Linked DNA regions of Triticum aestivum: region 2 is linked to region 1. The links are chromatin contacts, called in public Hi-C maps. All regions are on one chromosome and are shown on one strand. The core of a region is the stretch at or near the end of the contact, and the rest is flanking DNA. Distances in the headings are between cores, read along the strand shown. Region 1 holds the start of LOC123137985 (thioredoxin reductase NTRB). Region 2 holds the start of LOC123137987 (RNA-binding protein 24).

Evidence for each region. A called contact is a pair of places that touch in the nucleus more often than the background predicts.
Region 2: a Hi-C map of leaf shows a contact between it and region 1, with 5 times the contacts expected there. The contact joins the promoter of LOC123137987 here to the promoter of LOC123137985 in region 1. A contact is called at or near these places in 2 of 5 Hi-C or Micro-C datasets (both in leaf).

Annotation. Positions count from the first base shown.
Region 1 is chr6B:557,747,795-557,754,961 of IWGSC CS RefSeq v2.1, reverse strand. LOC123137985 (thioredoxin reductase NTRB) reads left to right here and starts at 2,566. Exons shown (of 2, transcript XM_044557877.1): 1 at 2,566-3,585; 2 at 5,249-5,581. The coding sequence starts at 2,658. The coding sequence ends at 5,319.
Region 2 is chr6B:558,196,294-558,203,460 of IWGSC CS RefSeq v2.1, reverse strand. It overlaps LOC123137987 (RNA-binding protein 24), which reads right to left and starts at 3,211. Exons shown (of 8, transcript XM_044557881.1): 1 at 2,799-3,211; 2 at 2,571-2,694; 3 at 2,063-2,195; 4 at 1,333-1,375; 5 at 1,008-1,248; 6 at 646-765; 7 at 468-560; 8 at 1-247. The coding sequence starts at 3,044. The coding sequence ends at 689.

The DNA of each region.
Region 1 (7,167 bases), core at 1,317-3,816:
TGCCATTCGCAATAGGAAGAGGAGGAAGGCGTTCTGTGCAGTCAAGCTGGATATGATGAAAGCGTATGACAGAGTGGAGTGGATATTTCTGGAGCAAATGCTAGCTAAATATGGTTAAGCCATGGAGTGGATTGCTATGATCATGAGATGTGTGACATCGGCGACGTTCTCAGTTAATTTGAATGGAGGATTGTCTAGGAGATTTGTACCTTCTCGGGGTCTTAGGCAAGGGGATCCCCTCTCCCCTTACCTTTTTCTTTTCTGTGTTGAGGGTTTTTCAGCGTTGCTTAAGCAAGCGCAACAGGAAGGCAACCTCAAAGGTGTGGCATTTGGGAGCACGGGCCTCCAGGTGACGCATCTTCTTTTCGCTGATGATAGTGTTGTGTTTCTGGAGGGTACTAGGCAAAATATGGAGGCACTAAAGGGTATACTCCAGAGATACAAGGCGGCCTCGGGGCAGCGGATAAATCTTCAGAAGTCGGCGATTTTCTTCGGGAAAGGCTGTCAAGAAGAAACTAAGGCTGAGCTAAAACAGTACATTGGGATAGAGGAGGAGGCTCTAAATGAGAAATCCTTGGCCTACCAACACTGGTTGGGAGGTCAAAAGATGGTACTTTCAAATATGTGACAGAGTGCTCAAAAGGCAAGGTTAGTGGATGGAAGGGGCAGGGCTTGTCCATGAAGGCAAGGGAGGTGCTTATAAAATCGGGCCTGCAAGCGACACCTACGTTCACCATGAGTTGTTTCCACCTCACAAAGAAGATGTGCCGGAATTTGACCTCGATCTCTTCTAAATTCTGGTGGGGTGCAATGGATGATGAACGGAAAGTGCATTGGATTGCTTGGGAGAAGATGTGCGACACAAAAAAGGAGGGGGGGCTGGGTTTCCGTGATCCGGAAGCTTTCAACCAAGCTCTGCTTGCCAAACAAGTGTGGAGAATTCTTCAAGTGCCTGGATCCTTGTGTGCCCGTGTTCTAAAGGCTCGTTATTTTCCTGATGATTCGATCCTGTCGGCCACATGTCCATCGGCAGGATCTTTCACTTTTCGTAGTATTCTTCATGGCAGAGATCTTTTGAGGGAAGGACTGGTGTGGCGGATTGGCAATGGGACAATGATCAACATCCATCACGAAAATTGGATCCCAAGAGCTGGAAGTATGAAGCCGCTGGGTCAAACTTTTGCTTGGGGTATCACGAAGGTCAGCGATCTTCTACGTCCTGATGGTATGGACTGGAACGAGGCTAGGGTGGATGCGTTATTCACACCAGATGATGCGCAGGATATTAAGAAAATAGCGGTAGGCGGACCGAACTGCCAAGATCGGCTTGCATGGAATTTCACTAAGAATGGGAAGTTTACAGTAAGGTCAGCCTACCACCTTAGAATGTCAATGAACAAGTTGAGGTCAGGACGGCCTGAACCTTCAACGTCTACTAGCAAACACAAAGGCTATCTGTCCCTTTGGGACACTTAGGCACCGGGGAAGGCCAAAGTGCATGCATGGAGGCTGCTCAGGAATGGATTGGCGGTGGGCTCGGAATTGCACCGACGACGAATTAAACCAGGGGTCTTCTGCGTGGCGTGCGGAAGGGAGGAAACATTACTGCATCGCTTTTGGACATGCCCACACTCATAACTTTTTTGGCAGCTGTTGCGCTCGGAAACGGGAGCTAGGGTGGCTAACCCACCAGAGATGACTAGATCCCAGAGTGAGCTGTCGAACTGGCTACTTGGATGGTTTGCGGGAGCTGCAGAGGAGGAGAAGCAGCTGTTTGTTCAAGCTCTGTACGGTCTATGGCTGGCAAGAAACGACGCTAGAGACGGCAAAAGGATTGCTGAGCCACATGCGATCATGAAGACTGTTCTTATGCATGTACATGAATGGCAAGAGGTACACCCTACAGTCCCTAAAATCCCCAAGGTGGATGAGCAGCAAAGATGGGAACCACCGGAGGAAGGATGGATGAAGATCAAGCGGATGGAGCCATGTCCAAAAGTGGCGGAAAAGGAGGAGGAGGAGTAGTGCTCAGGGATCAGAACGGAGCATATAGAGCGGGAGCCTGTGTTTTTTCCCCTCAGGTCGCGGATGCGGAGGCAGCTGAGATCCTGACAACCAAGAAGGCACTGCATATGGCTGCGGAATACAACGTCAGGAAGATGCACTTAGAGCTGTACTGTCAAATGGTTGTGAATATGATTAACGACCCCGACAGAAACCTGAGCGGAGTTAGACCGTGGATCTGGAAAGTGAAAGAAATGATCAGTTCATTTGAGGAAGCGAAGGTTACGTGAGTGCGACGCTCGGCGAATAAGGCGGCACATAAGCTCGCGAGGGTACGAGTAGGAGATGAAATAAGCAATGTTTGGCGTTTGATGCCTCCAGACTCTATTTTAGATGTAATAGCGGATGAAATTTCGAACCTTAATTAAATAAAGCGGAGCGTTTACCTTAAAGAAAAAAAGACCAGTCACGAAGGGAGGGCTGTCAGCCTGTCACGATTGCTGGTCTAACCGTCTCACTGCGGTCATTGATTGGCCGGTTGGCTCACACGGAGTATACTAGTAAGATTCATTGACCTACGACACGAGTAGTCATTTCAATCCCCCCGAAACCCTGAATCGCCGCCGCCGCCGCCGCAGCCAAGCCGAGCAGCCATGGAGGGATCCGCCGTCCCGGCGCCGCTCCGCACGCGCGTGTGCATCATCGGCAGCGGCCCGGCCGCGCACACGGCGGCCATATACGCGGCCCGCGCGGAGCTCAAGCCCGTGCTCTTCGAGGGCTGGATGGCCAACGACATCGCCGCGGGGGGCCAGCTCACCACCACCACCGACGTCGAGAACTTCCCGGGCTTCCCCACCGGCATCATGGGCATCGACCTCATGGACAACTGCCGCGCCCAGTCCGCCCGCTTCGGCACCAACATCCTCTCCGAGACCGTCACCGAGGTCGACTTCTCCGCCCGCCCCTTCCGCGTCACCTCCGACTCCACCACCGTCCTCGCCGACACCGTCGTCGTCGCCACGGGCGCCGTCGCGCGCCGCCTCCACTTCCCCGGGTCCGACACCTACTGGAACCGCGGCATCTCTGCCTGCGCCGTCTGCGACGGTGCCGCGCCCATCTTCCGGAACAAGCCCATCGCCGTCATCGGTGGCGGAGATTCCGCCATGGAGGAGGGCAACTTCCTCACCAAGTACGGATCCCAGGTGTACATCATCCATCGGCGCAACACCTTCCGCGCCTCCAAGATTATGCAGGCCAGGGCGCTTTCCAATCCTAAGATCCAGGTTGTCTGGGACTCCGAGGTCGTCGAGGCCTACGGCGGCGCAGGCGGTGGCCCATTAGCGGGGGTCAAGGTCAAGAACTTGGTGACTGGTCAGGTCTCTGACCTTCAGGTCTCCGGGCTCTTCTTTGCCATCGGGCATGAGCCGGCCACCAAGTTTCTCAATGGGCAGCTTGAGCTCCATGCCGATGGCTATGTGGCCACCAAGCCGGGCTCTACACATACCAGTGTGGAGGGGGTGTTTGCTGCTGGGGATGTGCAGGATAAGAAGTATCGTCAGGCGATTACTGCCGCTGGTTCAGGTATTACTATAGCATAGCACTATGTGAATTGATTGTATAAGTGTTGCTAGTGATCAATTTGTATACATATGGTAATCTATAAATTAGTAACTATATATATTCATATGCTTAGGGATCAATTGCTTCTTTGAACTAGTCTTTATAGTGACAATAGAAAGTGTTGTTTGAGTTTTGAAAAAAAAAACGAGTTTAATTATTTATACTCCAACATTGTATTCAAAATTAGTTCGCTACATTCTGGGATATGTTGGACTGTTGATGCCCAAACCTGCTGACAGTTAGGGACACCTTACTGTTTCCAAGCAAGGGTAATGGGAGTCAGTTTCCTTTTTCGTAAGAGTAACCTTGGTAGCAGGGCTCCAGTACTTTACAGTAACTGAATAAACCATGGGTCTAACAGCCAAAAGAAAGCAGAAAATATGTACCAGAACGAATGAAAACTTACAGGGTTTTGCCGCCTGCCTGGCTTATCAAACCTAGGTTCAAACTGCATGAACATCTATTACAACACCCATCAGGACTGCAAAACATGGGTGCTCTTGCCACACCCTCAGGAGTTGCAGTTGAACTGCAGTCGGGCTTGATTCTGATTAGCCCCTGATCCTTCTCACGTTGCTTCAGCACATACCCCTGCAGGCGTGTTGCTCCAGCCAGCAAAGTCTCCCCTTCAGCTCCAGATTGTAAACATGCCCATTCTAGGACATGACACATGTAATATCAGTTCAACAGGGTTTTCATTAGTTTCCCCTCAAAGCATGCCCTGTTCCGCAGTTTCTGCAGTGCCTGTCACAAATGATCTGACTAGTGTCCAATCATAGCTGACCGAGGAATTATTGAACTGGGTGTAATTTCCCCGTCGTGCCATTTTGAAGCTTCCCGTTGGGGGGATACAAGGGAAATATTCATGTAATTAGTTTCAGGTGCTTAAAACTTGTGGTAACAAACAAGGGCGTGCCCTCTATTTAGGTTAGAAGATCCCCTTTCAGGCTATACACTTGTGGCTTACTCTAAAATTCCTGAGAGGGATTGCAGAATGTTATGGTCACCTCATGGTAGTAGCACTCAATCAATCAAGTTAACACTTTTGTGTTAATATAGTAAGGTTCTGTTCCAGAAATATTTGTCTGTCAGCCTAGGATTCTCAGGTTTGTGATGTAATTAAACTTTTGTAGTACTGGTAATGTATGCCCTGAATAATACTCATATACAGAAAGTTTTTCCTTAAAATATCGTAGATGCTCCTTTGCTAAGTATTGGATCTGCCACTTGAGTTTTTGTGTAATCATATCTGTCACTGGAGACACATGTTACTAATGCTATGCGTCACTTGCAATGACCAATGGTGGGCAGAAGACCCGCATCCTTACTGTGGAACTCATCTGTTTGGTACAGGGTTTCCTTGTCTAACTAGGCATTTGTGTTTTAGCCAGATTCTCATGTTGGTCGATCCATGCTTAACATGGTACTATTGGTTGTATAAGTTGAACCCATTTTTCTCATGTTAATAGGTTTAGATGTGTTATCCAAGAAAGATTTAGTCTTGCAATATAATCCTTTGTCCCTGCCTGGTGCCTGATGACACCATTTATTGGGAATTGACCTTTAGTGGCTCCTGCTGAGCATATAATTCTGCGCCAAACAACTAACTCGCCAATATATACAGGGTGCATGGCTGCTTTGGACGCAGAGCACTATCTGCAGGAGGTGGGTGCACAGGAGGGCAAGTCTGATTGACTCTCTCTTGGTGAAGCGACGACCATCAGCTCACCGAAAGCCGCACTCTGAGCTTGATGAAGTTGGTTGTCCAGTTCTTCAACAGTTTCATTATGCTGCTTAGCAGCACCGTATTATTATTCTCCGTCATTAGGAGGTCCTAGATCAACTTTCATTAGTGTGGTGGAAATGGTCCGTATTTATCACTGGTGGAACTCAAAACTGACTCCTATGTATCATTGGCGAAATCACATTATTATTCTGAGATATCTGTATTGCTCCACCAGGTATGTATGCTGTTGTATTTTTCTACATGTTTGGAGCACCGCGTATTCTGAAAACATGTTTCTTTTTACATTTCAAAAACACGTCTGGTATTTTTTTAAAGGGAAATATCTGGTCTTTGTTGGCTCACGGTGCTATATGGTTCTTCAGAACTAAAGGGTCTTCTTGGCCCAGTTTTATTTTAGTACTAAATAAAGCCTAAGCCATAGACATTGTTATTTACTACTCCCTCCGCTCACAAATATGAGATGTTCTAGAGGGTGCTTGGATACATTTTAGTCCCATGACTAAAAGTAGTGGGACTAAAACTTGCTAGCCTCAGAGGGTGCTTAGATCCAAGGGACTTATTTTAGTCTGACTAAAAATAGTCTCTTTAAGAGGCTAAAGTTCCAAGCACCCTTGACTAAAGAGGGGCTAAAACTAGTCTTGAGACTAAAAACTTTTAGTCAGGGGTACCCCTACCAAAATGTGGATTAGTCCTCTCTCTCCTCATTTAACTCCTCTCCTTTAACACATGCGAGTTTTGGATTGGAGGGTTTGGAGGATAATAAATGCTCATTAACTTGATTTTAGTCTCTAGTATTTGGATCCAAGCATGGGTGAGGCTAGCAAGTTTTAGTCCCACTACTTTTAGTCATGGGACTAAAACGTATCCAAGCACCCTCTCACCCATGCTTGGATCCAAATACTAAAGAGACTAAAATCAAGTTAATGAGCATTTATTATCCTCCAAACCCTCCAATCCAGAACTCACATGTGTTAAAGGAGAGGAGTTAAATGAGGAGAGAGAGGACTAATCCACATTTTAGTAGGGGTACCCTTGACTAAAATTTTTTAGTCTCAAGACTAGTTTTAGCCCCTCTTTAGTCAGGGGTGCCTGGAACTTTAGCCTCTTAAAGAGACTATTTTTAGTCAGACTAAAATAAGTCCCTTGGATCCAAGCACCCAACTTTTTTCTGAATCGGATGTATATAGAGACGTTTTAGTGCATTTGTTCACTCATTTTAGTTCGTATGTAGTCTATATTGAAGTATATCCAAAACATCTTATATTTATGAATGGAGGGAGTAGGCAGTAACAGAGAAATATTTGGGGATGCCTTATGATGTCAGCTCTTCCAATGAAAACCTGTGTGAGTCTGGTGGGATGCTATGTCTTGATTTAAGTCAATGGGGGGACTCGGTTTCAGAGATTTTGAGCTCTTTAATCTTTCTTTGATGACATGGTTCTCACCATTCTCAAGTGTGGAGAGCTATCTTGGAGGGGAGGGATGTTTTAGTTAAAGACCTTATTTGTTGAAATTGGTAATGAGTTATCCACTGAGATTTGGAACCGCGATTGGTTGCCACTGAAAGAACTCACGCGACCAATAGTTTCTTTGGCAGCAGACCCTCCACATTTGGGCAGATCTTATTGATGAAACGAGCGTTGATGCCTCACCGTATTGCAGATTCTGCTATGCACAAGAAACATTGACGACTTTTGGTCGTGGAATTTTGAGCGATTTGCTGGAAGCCTGGAAGCGAGAACATGGTCTTCAAACGCTTCATATGATGGGGAAACTTGGAAATCACTTTGGAACAC
Region 2 (7,167 bases), core at 1,962-4,461, 450 kb before region 1:
CCCCTTGGATTAGTCAACCTTACAGAGTGCTGGACTCCATTCCAGCATCCACCATATATCCATGACTTGTCAGATACAGAATCAATAATAATGCTGTATCTAAACATCGACGATCACAATCCCCCACCAGGACAGGATTTGAACCAAGCCAAACTGATAAGAGCAGCCGTCGCTCTTGAGATACTGCCCCATCCACCGGAACAGTTCATGATCTCCAGGTACATATGTCGACCATGATAAGGACAACCTGTAGAGTTACATCCCAAAAGTTACTATCAATGAGTAAGAATCAAGATGCAGGAGCTAAACCAGCATCAACAAAACTAGAATCTGTGTAACAGTTGTATTGATGAACAGACCAAAGTCACACAAGCATGCTCAAATGGGCCCAGTTAGGAGACCATTATCCAAGTGCACTTACACACTAATCGATGAATGCAAGGATGATTGCTTGATACAATACATACCTTATGAATACAAGGATGATTTTTTCCAGGTAAGAACAAGTGCTGCAAATACAGCAGCACTGTTCTTTTAGTCCTGCTGCAAACTAAAGTTACCTGGCACGGACAAAAAAATCTAGTGTCAGTTACAGCTAGGCAGTCAACACGCAAACAAGATAACAACGATCCAGAGAAAGCAAACCTCAAGGTATAAATGGTTGGGGGTGCACAGTTCAGCTTGCTCTTTAGTCTGAACCACTAGCTTGTGTAAACTGAGGTGAGTGGGCTGGTACAACTAAGTGTGGATGGGAGGGAACTGGTGCTGCTACAAAAGCCAAATAAACATACATTTTCACAAGGGCAAATAGCATGCCAGAAAAGATTCAGAAAGAAAAATGGAAAATTATATTTATGTTAGCATAATAATTCAGAGTGGAAGCATATGTTGCTTAGTGAATGCAGTTGGATCTTGAAACCATGTCTGAGTTTATTTGGAAGGGTCTTTCTTTATGATGGAAAAGAAGGCCCAACAAATAGTGGAAATGTGATCTGGAGAAAGCTTACCTACTAAAAAGGGAGCCTGAATGGTGGGACGATTTGTTGGGGATGAATTAATTAAGTTTGACCCAGTGAGATGCACAAATTGATTTCCTGGCATACTGTAACCATGCATCATCGGATAGCCGTTGCCCCCACCAGAAATGGATGGGCTCAATTGGCTAAATGGTTGGTTAGCAGTATTTGCTGCAGCTGAGACACCATAAACTGGAACATATTGCTGACCAACATATGGGTTTAATGTACCCTGCAAAGAGACATTTTTTTAGAATATGCTAATCCTTAGCATGACTTGTGTTCCACAAGAATATTTAAGTTTACATGTTCACACTTTAACCTGTGGATAGATGTATTCAGTCCCATATGTGGAGTAACTGCAAAAAAGAAAGAAGAAAATGAACTGAATGTACTTCTTATGGCTTCCAAACAGTGATATTTTGCTCCATGAACTCAAGCAGTTTTGATAATTTGATCGTTTTCAAAGGAACAAGGGAAAGAGGGGAGTGGGACAGATGATAGATGGCTAACGAGGGACAAGCATATGCATAATCTACACAACGTGGGCAAATCAAATACATCTGGTCATACTTTTGTGCCCAAGTGATACATGGTGATGGGGAATTGGGAAAAAAAACTAGACAAAATACTTTGCAGAGGATGGTTGCATTCTAAATTCTAATTTGATCGTTTACATCTTTATTAAATGAAGTACTCCCTCGTAAAGTACAAGAGCATTTAGATCACTAAAGTAGTGATCTAAACGCTCTTATATTTCTTTACAGAGGGAGTACCTTGGTAGTTAAAACCAGTAAAAGAATTGCAATCTATTTAAATTTTGCAAATTCAAGGGTATAAACATGAACAAATTATACTAAAAAATGGTGAAGAATCGGCCTAAAAAGAACATGAAAGTCGTGAACAGACATCTAGGGACAAGATGGAACTTCTAAATACTTCGTCTTACATGCCAGTTTGATAGCATTACATCGTCAACCCACTGAATTTTCTTAAAGCTTGCGTTTTTAAACAAGTTGTACTGTATGTTCTGGAAATAATCTTACCTGTATTGTGGAACCGGGAATCCCTGGTACTGGTAGTATCCAATCGGAAGTGGTCGTTGCTGACCATAACCCCCTACATAAATGCCCCTTGGAACGGGAACACCAAAGTAGGAGCCAGCTGATCTTGGCCGCCCTATATAGAATGCATGTTTTAGAACACATGCATATAGAAAGGACACTATTATTACCACATAAACAACCTTTTGATAAGCAAACCCTAGCCCTTTCCTACCCATAGTTGAATTCTTGATTTACTTTGCAACATGATGAGGGTTAACTGAATTCCAGAGTAAGTCACTAAGCACCATGGACTCATGTACTAGTCATGTTACAACTTTTGTTAGGGAGACTCGTGGTAGAACTGATTGATTTAGATTGCACAAGACAACATCAATAAGCAACAACTATGCTGCATTAAATTGCAAACAATAGTAACTACTTTGATGAAATGGCCTCAAAACGTGCGTACAAGCTATTCCAAATAGGTAGTATTAGAAGAGAATAATACCGAGGGGTGTGGAAGGCTGGGCACGCCCTAGCGACGCCAGGTTACAGTTGGCCCGCCTGCCATCGATGACCGGCGACGGTTCCTCGCAGGCCTTGGTGGCCGCCTCAGCATCGCGGAACGTCACCTGCGGAGACGAGCATGAAAGTCGTAAACAATCCAGCACTGCTACAGCGTTTCCAGAAAGACTAACAGGTGGAAGCAGAATTAGGAGGAGGAGCGGGCACTGACGAAGCCGTATCCTTTGGAGCGGCCGGAGTGGCGGTCGGTGATGACGACGGCCTCGAGGATGTCCCCGAAGCGCTCGTAGAAGCGGCGGAGCCTCTCGCTGGTGGTCTCCCAGGCGAGGCCCCCGACGAAGAGCTTGGTGTGGGTGGTGTCCCCGAAGGGCGAGGCCGGCAGGTGCAGCCCCGAGCTGGAGCTGGACGCCGACGCCGACCCGGACGCCGACCCCGCGTGGTGCTGGTGCAGGGCCATCCGGGAGGCGCGAGCGGATCGGCGGGATTCCTTGGCGCGGGTCGGAGGGGATCTTCGGTCGCCGCGATTCCGGTGCTGCCTCCTGGCGGCGGCGAGAGGGGATTGGGGAGAATCGGGGGCGGAGTGGGAGAAAAAAAGTGGGGGCGGCGAGGGGAAAGGGGGGTGTGATTGGGGCGGGGGCGGGGTTTTGGCGTCCGGTTGGCGCCTCCTCCTGCTACTGCTCCAGGGACCCACAGCTCACAAAGATGAGCCAACGACTCGACTTTTTCGAATGGAAAACGCGGCTCGGCTGACCGCGAAATCCAGCTGTGGCAGTACAAGAGTTGTTCGGAAACAATTGCAACGAAATTTGAGTCTCGTGGCGCTCATACACTCGCCTCTCTGAAAGTCATATGTACCCACGGCCTACCCTATGAGCATTTTCGAAAGATTAAATCGACACATTATTTTGAGATTAACGAATCATCACAGACGTCTTCATAGTTGATGGGAACACCACCTCCCACTGAACATACATCGCCGAAAAGCTTGAAATAAATGCAGAAAAATCCAATCATTAGAGCATCTCCAACAGCCGCGCTAAACTAGCGCCGCGCCGCAAAATAGGTCGTTTTAGCGCGCGCGCAACGCGTCAGGTCGCTCCAGCGGGCGCGCAAAAACGGCGCGCGCGCTAAAACAGGTTGGGCGCGCGGTCAAAAACAATTACCCGCGCACCGTATTTCGGGCGCCCACAACGGCGCGCGGCACACTCGAGCGCTCGCGCCCGCTCTTCCTCTCGCGCTTCCACCCCCGACCGGCCGCGCCGCCACCGCCGCCCGCGCACCCCGGCGACCGTCTCAGGCTTCCCCGGCCTATCCCCGCGCGCCCGCGCTTCCGCCCATCCCCTCCTAGTACCGCCGGCGCCCGCGCGCCTCCGTCGTCCGAGGAACAGCGCCCGAGCGCTCGCTGCCGCGCCGCGCCCGCAAGGTGTTTGACAAAACGCCTACAAGGTATGTATTGCTCAAACTTCATGAATTTGGTGCATGTTTTGAATTGTAGTTTTTATAGTATAGTATTGAACATTGTAGATGAGTTCGTCGTATGATTCTTCCGAAGAAGAATTTGATATGGAAGAGGAGGAGGATCTTGCAATGATCGTAGCTATGCATATCAATAAAAAACCGAAGCACGGTGGTTCGGTTATGGGTCGGGAGAAAATTTGGAGAGATAGGATTGATGCCCATAACAGATTGATGAAGAACTATTTCGTGGAGAATCCCACATACCCGGAGTCGTATTTTCGTCGCCGGTTTAGGATGAGCACCGACTTGTTCAGGCGCATTGCAGAGAAACTAGCGAGCCATGACCGGTTTTTCCAGCAAAGGAGGAATGCCGCCGGAGAGCTCGGGCATAGCACTTTTCTGAAGGTGACAGCCGCTTTGCGTATGTTGGCATACGGTATCCCGGCTGATCTAGTTGATGATCATTTGGCTATGGGTGAGAGCCAAGCCATCATGTGTGTCAAGCGCTTTGCAGTGGGAATTGTGCAAGTGTTTGGCGAGGAGTATTTGAGATCTCCCACTGCTGAAGACGCCGCAAGGCTATTGGCGATGAACAAAGCGCGCGGCTTTCCTGGCATGCTTGGCTCAATAGATTGCATGCATTGGAGTTGGAAGAATTGTCCAAAGGCATGGCATGGGCAATTCCACGGCCAAAAAAAGGGTTCCACTATAATCCTTGAAGCGGTGGCCGATCAGGAGACTTGGATTTGGCATGCATTCTTTGGAATGCCTGGATCTTTGAATGATATCAATGTTGTCAACCGGTCACCACTGATGAATAAGATTGCAAACGGTGAGTTGCCACCTGTGCAGTTTGTAGCAAATGGCCGTACGTACAACTATGGCTATTATCTAGCGGATGGCATCTATCCAAAGTGGCAAACCTTCGTGAAGCCGTTGAAAAAACCGGAAGGTAAGAAAAATCTTGATTTCCACAATGCTCAGGCGGCGGCTAGAAAAGATGTGGAGAGAGCATTTGGGATTTTGCAAGCCCAATTTGCTATTGTGAGAGGACCGGCAAGATTTTGGGATCAAAAAATGCTTTGGTACATCATGCACGCTTGTGTGATCATGCACAACATGATCATCGAGAATGAGCGTGGCCAAGATTTAGACTACTCACAGTATGAGCTCTTGGGACATCCCGTGCGAGTGCGGCGGAGGGCTGAAAGGGTAGCCCGTTTTGTTGCCTCCTATCATGCCATTCGGCGTCCCGCAACGCACAAGGAACTTCAGAATGATCTAATTGAAGAGTGGTGGGCATGGCATGGACGGCAAAGAGCATGATGATATCTGCACTCGACATTGTATTGTTCATGAACTATTTGTTGTGTTGTAATAATTTATTTTGAACTATTTGTTGTTGTACTGAACAATAAACTATTTGTTTGAGTTGTAATGATTTATTTTGAACTATTTGTTATTGATTTTTATTTTGTTTGTTTGATCATTTTTGCTCATCTTCTTTGAAATGTACATGTGGTTTGTGCGGCGCGCGCGCTGTATTTTTGCGCCCTGCTGGAGCGGCGCGCGCGCGCTGCATTATAGCGCCGCTGCTGGAGCCAGCGCAGGCGGGCGCGCAAAACCAGCCGCAGCGCGCGCGCTAACAGGTTTTTTGCGCGCGGCGCTTTAGCGCGGCTGTTGGAGATGCTCTTAATGTCAAGTCTAGAACTTGAACTCCGACGGGGATATCGCAGTCTTCCTAACCATCCAACCACAGTTAGTTCATGAGTCTTGTGGATTGTGTTGGTTCTATCTGATTGGTCAATACAAATCAAGGGCAGTCAAAAAGAATCTAGGCAAACCACCATGGTCAACATTCATGTTGGAGATGCTCCTGTACCTGTGCATCAGCCTGTTCTGCATACCAAGGTTAATTTTCTAGTGTGGATGTTCTTATTTGTGGTTTGTTTGTGGAATGGACAATGGGATTATCGTCGTTGGATTATGATGAATTGGAGGAAAAGTTGTGCGGGCCAAATATTTTGATGTTGTGTTTTTAGTACTAATATATTGAGTTGCGTTTTCAGATATTACGGTGTTGTGGGTGTTACGATATTCTCCTCATACTAGAACGAGTGAGAAACCATCTTATTCTTATACACAAATTGAAAGCACAAATCCTTAACCTTTTTATTTGCAGGAATCCAAAACATAGGATTCTAATGTTATTGCTCATTTTAATCTAACATGATTTGATTTTGATTTGGTTGATAGTATCAGGGGAAAATAAAAATAATTAAAAAATAATTGTGTGGATGCTCAATTTTCTATAGGAATCTTTCGAAAAGCTTCTGGTGTTCAATCTTACAACCCGATCAAGAGGTAAAATTCCTAAGGATTCCAATCCACTAAATTTCTTATGAAAATCCTTCAGTCAAAGAGGGAAGGGATTGGTGGAATCCTGGGCGAGCGGATCAGTGGGATTCCTAGGCAAGGGTCGTAGGAGATCTTCGCTCATTGCAACCCTGATGGTTCTTGGTGGCGGTGGCGTGAGGGAATTGGGGTGAAGGAAGTGGGGAGAATCGCGGGCAAGGAAGAAGAGAAAAGGTGGGGGCGAGGGGAAATGAGATTTTGATTGGGGCGGGGCGGAGGGTTGGTGTCGGGTTGATGCCTGCTCGCTTCTACTGCTAGGGGACCCCCGGCTCACAACTCAACAAAGATCAGTGGTCGATCTATCATCCACCATTGTTCTGAAGAAATATGCCCTAGAGGCAATAATAAAGTTGTTATTTTATATTTCCTTATTCATGATAAATGTTTATTATTCATGCTAGAATTGTATTAACCGGAAACTTGATACATGTGTGGATACATAGATAAAACACCGTGTCCCTAGTAAGCCTCTACTAGACTAGCTCGTTAATCAAAGATGATTAAGTTTCCTAACCATAGACATGTGTTGTCATTTGATATAACGGGATCACATCATTAGGAGAATGATGTGATGGACAAGACCCATCCGTTAGCTTAGCATATTGATCGTTAAGTTTTATTGCTATTACTTTCTTCATGTGAAATACATATTCCTTCGACTATGAGATTATGCAACTACCGAATACCGGAGGAAAGCCTTTTGTGCT